Linked DNA regions of Zea mays: region 2 is linked to region 1. A link is a contact called in public Hi-C data. All regions are on one chromosome and are shown on one strand. The core of a region is the stretch at or near the end of the contact, and the rest is flanking DNA. Distances in the headings are between cores, read along the strand shown. Region 1 holds the start of LOC100277165. Region 2 holds the start of LOC100274377 (3-beta hydroxysteroid dehydrogenase/isomerase family protein).

The links. A called contact is a pair of places that touch in the nucleus more often than the background predicts.
Region 2: a Hi-C map of bundle sheath shows a contact between it and region 1, with 2.7 times the contacts expected there. The contact joins the promoter of LOC100274377 here to the promoter of LOC100277165 in region 1. A contact is called at or near these places in 2 of 25 Hi-C or Micro-C datasets (bundle sheath and tassel).

What each region holds. Positions count from the first base shown.
Region 1 is chr2:62,555,851-62,561,063 of Zm-B73-REFERENCE-NAM-5.0, forward strand. It overlaps LOC100277165, which reads left to right and starts at 2,904. Exons shown (of 2, transcript NM_001327920.1): 1 at 2,904-2,982; 2 at 3,133-3,991. The coding sequence starts at 3,138. The coding sequence ends at 3,464.
Region 2 is chr2:62,708,974-62,714,186 of Zm-B73-REFERENCE-NAM-5.0, forward strand. It overlaps LOC100274377 (3-beta hydroxysteroid dehydrogenase/isomerase family protein), which reads right to left and starts at 2,979. Exons shown (of 7, transcript NM_001148737.1): 1 at 2,680-2,979; 2 at 2,481-2,574; 3 at 2,302-2,390; 4 at 1,492-1,547; 5 at 200-346. The coding sequence starts at 2,807. LOC100382237 reads right to left here. Exons shown (of 12, transcript NM_001174991.1): 11 at 5,191-5,213; 12 at 3,641-4,517. The coding sequence ends at 3,984.

The DNA.
Region 1 (5,213 bases), core at 1,654-4,153:
TTTGCATCCTCTAATCACTAGTTTGTATGTACTTTACCATAATTGTGCTAATGTGTAATTGTTGCTCTAGAGTTGCTAGTCGAATCGTGTAGTTAATTAATTGCTCTCTTATGCTAGTTACCTTAGCTAAGTATGTTAGCTTAACTTGTGTTGTTAAGTAGTTGTAGTTCTGTAGTTACATTGTATAGCTAACTATAGTGAGTGGTGCTTGTGTTTTGTGCACTAATATAGCCATACGGACGATGGTATGTGGCCATATGTGGGTGACCTAATATCGACGGGTAGGGCAGAGGATGGCACGACGACGGTCCGGGTGGGCCGAGGTCGAGCTCGACATGCCATGTGGGCGGGCGTGAGGACGGTGGTGGCTAAGCGCGTACGGGAGAAAGAGCTGAGTGTGTGGAGAGAGACCATATGGGCTAGACCGCCAATGCTAGCTTTAGCCGACGGGAGTTAGTTAAACCCTGTCATCCTAGGTTGGTGACCGACGCGAGTTAGTTTCCGTTAATGGGGACTGGCCTACAAACCTGTCAGCTGACAGTGGCCTGACTAGAGTTATCTAATTCCTATCGGCTAGCCTAAAACTCGACGACGGTAGCCAACAGGAATCTTCGTGGTTCCTGTTGTGGCTAGACTCGCCTAGAATATATGTGCGAACTTTTTTTTCTGTTACTGCAAAAAAGAAAAAAAACAAATGAATCGCCTTTCCATTTTAGCTGTTTGCGAGATTATGGGCCTGTTTGGTTCACTACCTCAGTTGCCACACTTTGCCTAACTTTTCTGCCTAAGATTAGTTATTCATCAATTCGAACGACTAATTTTAGGCAAAGTGTGGCACATTTAGGCATTTAGCCACAAACCAAACAGGCCCTATATATTCTTTCGAAGCTGATGCCTCCAGTATTCCCGCGTAGAAAATTACTCTCCCGAATCTATCGCGGAGCTCCAAAAGTTACTCATCCAAAGCTCTCGCTACTGCCTTTTTCGCAATTTCGCATGCGGATGCCTGCAACAGCGCAAAAAGATTTGAACGATCGGGTCCCGTCCCGTGATCAGGGGCCTCAGGGCCTGTTTGCTTTCGTCCGTTCCCTGCCAAGATCGATGCCTTTTCCCAAGAAAAGAAGTCCTGGTCATGATAAGGTTATTATACTAGTAGCACGTACCCTGCAGCTGCAGCGGTCAGATTATTCCCCTCAGAATTCACATCTCCTTCCAAAATCCCTTCCCCACCCCGGTGCAGTATTCTGTGTATTCTAGTCCGTTTCCACGAGACTCGTGCGAAGCTGACGACGAGCGGCGGTGGTGTGGTGATGCGCAAGTGCTATAGCCTGATATATTTATTTGAAGCCTAAACCGCGTGAACTGATGATGATGGTACGGATGGTCTGCGCAAGGAAACCTATTGAAAATCGCCATCAGAGGAGAGAAAGCGGGCTATTTGAATCGGTTTTTTCCCTCTTTGAACTTGAGAAGCGGAATCAATCAACGGCGTCGTTGCTCGCAAGAGTGCGACGGCAGAGCCGCGATTCGGACCGGAGATGCCCACTCCGGGTAAGGTACTAAGGTGTTGACACCTTTGTTCTCTGGCGCCTTTGGATGAAACACGAAAGTGAAACCGCGCCTAGCTAGAAACGAATGGCTACTGGCCACTGCTCTCGGATCGGAAGGGAACGGCGCACTAGTGGCTTTCGGTTCCGAGAAAGGAGTCGTCGCGACCCGACGTGCCGCCGATGCGGCGTAAAATGACTCGCAGCGTGGCGTACAGTGGTTTGGCGTTTTGAGGTGCACAAATTTTAGCGGTGGGATGCGTCTCTGCGGCCTCATCATCTGCTGATCACAGACAAGTCAGCTGTGGCCTGTGGACTATACGTAGCCGCGTAGGGTACGTAGCTGCAGAGTCTCTCTCAGTTTTTTGTGTGTGGCTTTTGTTGAGGTGCATGGTGTGGCCAGTATTATTTTGCACTGCTTTTATTATCATCGTCCCGTCCGTCTCTTGGTCCGCGACGCGGTCATGCGGGAGACGAGCCGACTAGTGGAGCAGGAGCAGCTGCCTGCGACCACAAATGGACGAGTGTACCACACGCGAACGCCGCCCACGCGACGGAGGGACGAAGAAGCGGAACTCTGTCTGAGAGTATAATATTGTAGTATAGTGTTACGTTGGCGCGGCGCGGCGCGGAGGAAGTCGTCGGATGACTCGGATCGTCGAATCGAATCCTCTACGACACTACCACAGGCACCCACGCACGATGTATCTATCAATCGCTCAAGGTTTCCAAGGCCGAACGTGTCTGGACCAGCGCACATAGATTGGGAAACGATTTGTATATGAAAAAAAAAAGATTTGGATAGAGCGGCAGCAGCCAGCGGATTCATTCTAGAACCGTCCGCGCGTGGTCCCGTTGGCGTTTGCTCGCGACCGACGCGACGCGATCCGCACGCACCGGCAAGCCAGCTGCGCAACCCGCCAAGCTCCACAGCCCATCGTTTCCCGCCACCTCAAAGAAACCGCCCCCCTTTTTTTCTAATCAGAAGAGAACCGCCTGGGCGCTGGGCCGGCCGGAACGAGGGCACGGCCGTCGGCGTCGTCACTTTCATCCCTCCAGTTTTAGAGCTCTAAAAACTTCAAAATACTTTAGCTTATTTTAAAACTTCACCTAGCCAGAGCTTCTGGTCTAAAGTTTAGAGATCTGATAATGTTTTAAGAAAGAAAGCCCTAATCCGCTGGCGCCTTTGCTTAAAAAAAAAAAACCAGTGGGCTAGGCTAGTAGATGGGGCGGGGTGGGTCCACGAGGCCAGTGAGTGGGGTCAGGAGGAATCCTGGGCAGCGGTCCTGCCCGCGGGCAGTGCCGTGCCGTGCCACCCCCAGCATAAAAGCGAGGACTGCTCGGTCGCCGTGGTGCCGCAGTTTGCCGCTCTCGGCACTCGTTCGGCTTCCTCTCTTCTCTTTCCGGCCTATCAGCAGTCAGTTTCTCTCGTCTGGTAAGCTCCTTGGGACGCCTTCCTCCTATCCCTTTACTACTACAGTTCTTAACTCCTACCTAGGAGAAGAGAACTTCTCGTTCTAGATCCACTCAGCTTTTTATAAGAACTTTTTGTTCATTGGAGCCTGTGCTGCTTGTGGAGGTACAGTGCTGATGGCGTCCAACTACGTCGACACCGGGGCGGAGGAGGGCAGGTTCCACGGCCACCACAGCACGACGCCGACCAGCGCGGCGGCGTCGCCGAAGACGCTGCGGAGGAGCTCGTCGTCCGCCCACAGCCACGGCCACGGGCCCAAGTGCGTGTGCGCGCCGGCCACGCACGCAGGCTCCTTCAAGTGCCGCCTCCACCGCAGCAGCTCCCACGGCCACGGCCACGGCCACGGCAGCAACCCGGCGTCCCCTCCCTCCCCGGCCACCTTCGCCGCTGCGCCGCCGCCGGCCGCGGCCGCGTCCTCCTCCCGCACCGTCGCGGCGCAGTGACGGCGCCCCAAGAAACGCCGACCCAGCAGCAGTGAAGAGAGGAGAAGAGAAGAGAGAAACGGCAAAAGGGAAAAAGGAAAACACACTCTCTCTGTTATTATGCGACACGAGAAAGGGAGCTTATTTGTTCCTCCCTTCATCTTCACGTACGCCAACGGCAGAATTTCCCATTTCGTTTCACTTCCTCCTCCCCCCCTCGTCTTTTAACCTTTTTTGGCTGAGATATCCATCGATTCTCGCTGGAATGGTCTTCCCCTCCTTCGGTCAGAAGAAACCCTCCCTGGTTGTACTGTACTAGGCAATGCGCATCCTGCTAGATCGCCTCCGCTGAAATGGAAAGCGTATGTGTGATGGTGACATGAAGTTCACTTGTGTAATTATTACCATTTCAGTAAATCCATGCTTCTTGCAGGAGTTGTGATCTTGGTGGTGGGTCTGCTGATTACTCTTCCACCATTCCGTCGTGGAGGTCTTGAAATTGCGTCAATTATTCGCTATAAACAAGGATGACTGGCCAGGAAACAGTAACAGTGGACCGAGATCCAAAACAATTTTGGATGGTAAAACGTAGCAATCACACGACCTGCTTAGCACTGAAACGCTGGGATTCTTTGTTGAACGTAGCAATCTCACGACCTGCTTAGCACTGAAACGCTGGGATTCTTTGTTGGTTCGGTTCATCTCACCTACAAGTCTGGTCTGCTCTGTCAGTAGTAAAGTTCTGTCTGGCACGGATTGGTTATCCCGTGATTGTTTAGTGCTCATGTGATTGTTCTGCAGTGGTCTGACGGAGCCTGCATGGGTCCATGAGTCCATCCCGTCCTCACGTGTAAATGTCTCAGAGCTCCCCGGCCTCAACCCTGAGTCTGAGTGCATCGATCATATTGGCTGCACCTGTACCTGCAGACGCAGCATTCTGAACGATGGTAACAGGCATGTGCCATTAGCTGGAGGGGAACAGTGCAACCAACGATAGTGTGATGTGGCGCCGAGTCGCTGTAAATTGGTAGTGTCCGTCCTGTTGATGTTCACAAGCACACAGAAGTTATAGCTGGCAGAAGGCGGTTGGCATGTCAGGATCCGTAGCTGATCAGGATATTATTAGCCCTATCTTGCTTTAAGCAGCACACATGCCCCACGGTATCATAGTGCGCGTCGTTTGTGTCAACGGGATGATGGGTTTTCGGTTGGGCGCTGGTTCCTGTTATAACCTTTCTGGTGTTACTGTAACTAAAAACTTGAGCATGACATCATAAGCATTGGCATTGCATATGTTTAACACACCTAGAGTGCATTCACTAGGCAAAAATTTCAAACAAGTTGTATTGTTTTAATGTTTTGCAAATAGAACCCTGGATAGGGAACTTAACCCTAAATAGGGATTAAAGGGGTAAAACTTAACCCAAATTGAGAAAACCTAAAAGCTTTAGGGAAATAGTTGTAAAATATCCCCAAAAATAAAGTTGAATCACCTTTATACCCCTAAGATACCAGAAACCCTAATTGGAACCCTGGAAAACCCTAAAACCAAACCCTAGGGGCCTATGTGCAAAAGCAGTGCATATTTGGACCAAAGTGTAAAAACTACTACGTTTAAATATATGTAGTCACATGGTTCACATTTGGGAAGATTTACAAGCCAAACCCTGAGTTTTGGGCTTATTTGCAAAAGAGTCACATTTGAACTCTTTTGACTAAGTCTAATTTCAGTGTATTGTGCTCACCTTTGTGACCCTGTAACTTCTAAAC
Region 2 (5,213 bases), core at 1,729-4,228, 150 kb after region 1:
CTGTTTGGTGTGCAGCAGGTGCCCACGGGTTGACCACCTTGTGGCCCTCCTAGATTATGCTTTGGGTCATTTGATAGGTTCTATTTTTTAGCCGGTGGTGTTATAGGTGTAAGCCGCCGTCGGCAGATGTTCTTGGTCCCTTTTGGACCTTTATCTTCTTAATATAATGATGCACGTTCGAGGAAAAAAAAATACTTACCATTTTCTTTTGCAGCATTTACTGCTATGACATTTGCCTCACCATTTATCCTTTTCATTTGTTCTTCATTGCCAAACCCTCCAAGGGTAGACACAACAGCAGTAGCCCCAACCAATACTTCATCCCATCTTGCATAGAAAACATCTCCTACATCACATTAAGGTGCTTAACTGAATATTAGAGTGGCAGACAACATGTAAATTGCAAACTCTTGAAAGTATATTATCTCGATGTGAGTCTACAATGTATTACAAGAACAAGGTGACAACAAGAAATCCAGTTTATTCTCTGTTGCACTTTGTTAAAGTAGTTTTTCATGAAAAAGAGCCATCACTTTGTTAAAGTAGTTTTTCATGAATAAAGAGCCATGCAGTAAGCCTGTGAGAGCGAAAGGGCCTCTAGCCGAGTTGGTTAGGTGGTCTGAATAGCACTTCTCAGGTTCTAGGTTCGACTCCCCGTGAGAGCGAATTTCAGGTTGTGGTTAAAAAAATCCCCTCGTCTGTCCCACGCTAAAGCACAGGTCTAAGGCTCAGGCCCGGTCGCGGTCATTCTCACATGGGCTTCGATGCCGTTGTATAATGGGTGGGGCAGGGGTTCGGGGGTTTTCTCCACCTGTGTGAAAAGGTCTTCTTCTTAATACAATATTTGAGGGTTGTCTTATCCCCCGCAGGTCAAGTAAGCCTATGAGAAAGGCTAAAAATAAAGAAACATATTATTTTGCAATAACCAACATGTCTCAGAACTAGAAGCAATTGGACATCAATAACAAGATTGTATAAACTTAAAAGAATTCCCTTGTACAATTTATTTGAATATCCCAAACAAAGCATGAAGAATGATGTAAAAAAGGGGCACGCCCACTACCGGAGGCTCCCACATGAGTGGGGTCAGAGGAAGAGATAAACCGAGACAAGCCTTCTTCCCGCAAATGCGGAGAGGCTGCTTCAAACTGATAACTTGGTGACTTAGTGAGACAGATCTCACCACGGCAGCAGGCCTGATAGAATAATGTCAATGCAAATTTTGTTTATTGAGTACAAGTACGACAGGGATCATACATACATTTCTTACATAACAGCTATTAGCCTATTACTCTAAATAAGAATCTAATTATTATCATTCTCTATTCAGTCTTATCCCCAATCACTTGATAAAGCTATAATCTGGGAGACAGACCATCAACATTAACACACTAGACACAACAGGTTAGGGGAGTCAAGAAGTTAACTAAAGTGAGGGAGGAAAATCTAATAATCAAGTTCGTATAACAACATATAATACCATAAATGTACCTGGCAGCCAATTGACTTGATCAACCCAGGGATCAGAGTAAGATGGTCTTCCTGACCTGCCCATCAACACACAATTACGTAGAATGTGTAAATTTGTACATAATGCAGGTTTGATACCCAGAGAACTGTATCCACCTCTCATTTTTCATTACCAAACAGAAATATTGAACCAATTTAGTAAAATTAAGGGGCATCTAAAGAAATATATACTATTCTATTAAAAACCTAATGTGGGCACCAGGTGATACCACGGCTTCACACTCCGCGCTGACACTCTAGGCCCACCCACAACACCGCGCAAAAAATAGTGCAGAGCGAGCACTCGAATCCACGCCCCCTTCTCCAGAAATTTAGGGCTAACCACCAGACCACACGTACCTTAGTGTTTAAAAATAAACAATAGTTATATTTGAATAATATCTCAATACCTATTTATATGATAATCCCTCCGTCCCAATATATAAAGTGTAACCACCTCTAGTTCAAAGACCAAGAAATATATTTAATTCTCTCTATACCACTGCATTGATGTACGTATACATAGAGAGAGTACGTCTTATATTGTTGGACAAGAATAAATGTGGTTATGCCTTATATTATGGGACGGGGGGAGTATATAATAAACGTAGCAAAGCACGGGCAACTGGCTAGTCAATAGATGAAGAACCTAAACTAAAAATTGCTTAAAATATGCTGAAAATGGTAAAAGTTGCAACTGCTTCATAGTGAGTTGATTTATATATCACCTATTTGCTTCTACAGGGTATACAGCACAGAAATGTTCTTCACATAGAAGAGCAAAAGAAGTACCTGCTGAAGCTCACAACCTCAATGCCTTTGGATACAGCAGCTCTGCAAATCGCAGAACCAACGAATCCACTTCCTCCTAACACCACAATCTGCAACCGTCGAGAAACAGTTCAGAGTGGTGGGTGAAATCGTCTTAAATAATCTAACATAAACTGAGCTAGAGAACTTCGGCTGCTTGCCTTCTCCGTCTTAACATCAGCGACAATATCTATCGGAGTGGAAGAGTAGTCTTCTCTCACATCCGATGCGGCGAACCTACACTTGGTACGGAGCCTGCGCGATCAAGAGAAACCATGTCACCACGAAATTTTGCAGAAAAGAGGAACGCATGCGCCAGGTGAGAAGGGTCAGCAGGGGCCAGGGGGCCCATAAGATAACCTAGAGAATGGGGCCGCTGGAGCCGTCCGAACCGCCGGCGCCGCTGCTACCGCGGCCACGCATCGGGGAGGCGGAAGGGGTGAATTCGCCAGCGCCGGCGGCCGGACGAGGATCGGCGAGGGGGCCATGGGTTTCTCCGCTCGATGGACCTGGGCTGGCGGAGGTGTGAGCGCGAGGGCGCAACGGCAGCGGCGAGCCGGGAACGGCCGGCAGGTGGTGGTGCAGAGCGTGTCCGCGTGGGCAGTGTGGGGCTGCTTCGCGTTTCCGGTCCGGTGGCGTGGGGTGTGGGGCTGCTGGAACAGAACCGGACGACTGGAGTGAGGCGTCCCGCTAGCCGCTGCCACGTCGCTCAGTTGTTTTCGTGTGGATTTCTGCTCGGGAACAAGTAGGGCCGTTTGGATCACAGGATTTCCGAAGGAACCCCGTATTGTTTGGAACGGAGCCTTCTCATCAAGTTTCCTTACGTTTTTGATGAACCAATGTTCTATGTTTTTTATTCCTCTATTTTAAGTTTTTAACACTGTTACTTCTGTCTCTTTCTTATGTTCTATTCATTTCCTCTTTTGTATTTCTATGTTCCAAACACGGCATAAACAGCGAGCCACAGAAAAATATGACATCTGGTCCCGATCTGATTGGACGGCCAGGAGGTTTGGATGCTGTTTAATTGCAACGAATGGGACTGGACAAAATATGTAATTGTAAATAAAGTAATTATACGTTTATAACTCAAAAGGTCAGAATGTGCATATATATAAAGCAATAGAGGTAGGAGAATGAACTCCATTCGTTATATGTGTATAAGTTCATCTTCATCTATTTGAATATCGACGTAAAAATTAAGAGTTAAAACGACTACTATTTTGGAACGGACGGAGTAGGACGCAAAATGAATATCAGACATCTACAGTTTCAGTATGTTATTCACTCAGCAGATCATGTATACATTCTCTCATTAGTTGAATGAGCAAACCATATTTTTCAATGCAAGAATAGATTCTTAAAAAATAGAATGCATGTAAACATTACATGATATCTACACAACATAAATGTAAACATTAAAAATGGGGCAACGAAGAATCGTGGCTCTGGCCGCCTCTCTTCCTGGTCGACAGACAATACAACAGTCCTTCACAAAGTTCAGTTCGCTTGTAATATGCGAATCCGAAGCTTCCAACACCTTTTCAAAAATGACTGTCATATCAACCTTGGGTACTGTACTCTCTTTTATAATCCCTCTCCATTGAACTATCAGGGCGAAATAGATCCATAGGACTACACCAAGAACTGGACGCCAGCTTCACTTAATCCTTTTCCAGGCTCTGTGAAGAATCTACCTGCCCCCATAACGTCTCTGCGTAAATCTTCTCTTCTTCCTTCTCTTGTTGAGAACAATCAGATAGCTCAACCACCTGCTCATCGTCTTCATCTGGCACATCTTCGTCAGTATCATCTGGCAAATCTACAACATCGTTACCCTGCAGAACACAAGCCTCAGCCACAGCCTCTCGCATGGCTAGCCGAGTGGCTGGCTTATCACTCCCCTTATATCGCGGTGGAGGGACAACAAAGGGCAGGGCGATGTCCTCGATCCTGTGCCTACTTTCACTTGCATGCTTTGACATGCCTGGTGGCAGAGCAATGAGTATGATGCCAAGCTCATAGTTGCAAATGTGTAGCATTGGACTAGAAGGTGCTGATCTGGCTTTGCTAGGATTTGCTTTGGAGGGAGGAGACAGCGGCTGTCCCCATGCAGCCGGACTGAAGTTATGAGACCCACAATAAGTCCAGCCGAATGAATGCTCACCAAAACAAGACTTGAAGCGTCTTTGAGCAACCTGGTATATTGATAAATTTGTCACTATCATAGCTAAATTTCAGTAAAGAACATTGAACATTTCATCCTTTTTAAAGGTAGTGTCTGTATCAGCCAACGATGACGCAAACTCGCAAAGGTAAACAGAAGCAAACCACATAGGACATGTCTATCCAAGTTGATGGTAGATAGCTTATCCAAAAAGGGTGAAAATCAAGAGCATTAGCTAGCACTTGAAAACAAAGAAAGAGTAAATACCAAGTAATTTCCTTTTTGTAAAGCTATAACTGGACCTTTTCTCGCTAAAATCTTCACCTAAACAACACGCATACAATAGTCAGCTGTTTCTAACCCATTGCCAATGTGGCAATGTCTTCAACAATAATAGTCAGATAAACGACGCTGTGTATGTCATGTCTGCCATTGTGTAACTTGAACCACCATTCAATAGTTTGTGAAGAACTAAAGAAAGCCAAAAGGAAGGGCAGGTCTGATGGCTGATGCAGTGGTGAGAGTTGTTTCACTAAGTCACTAGGTCACAGGTTCAAAACAATCTCTCCGTATTTGTGGGTGGAAGGCTTGCCTCAATTTATCCCTTTCCTAGACACCCCCCCCCCCATTCATGTGGGAACCTCCGGCAAACTAAAGAAAGCCAAGGAAGTTTATATTTATGATATTCTCCAAGAAGACTATACCTTAACATGCATAGGATACCCTA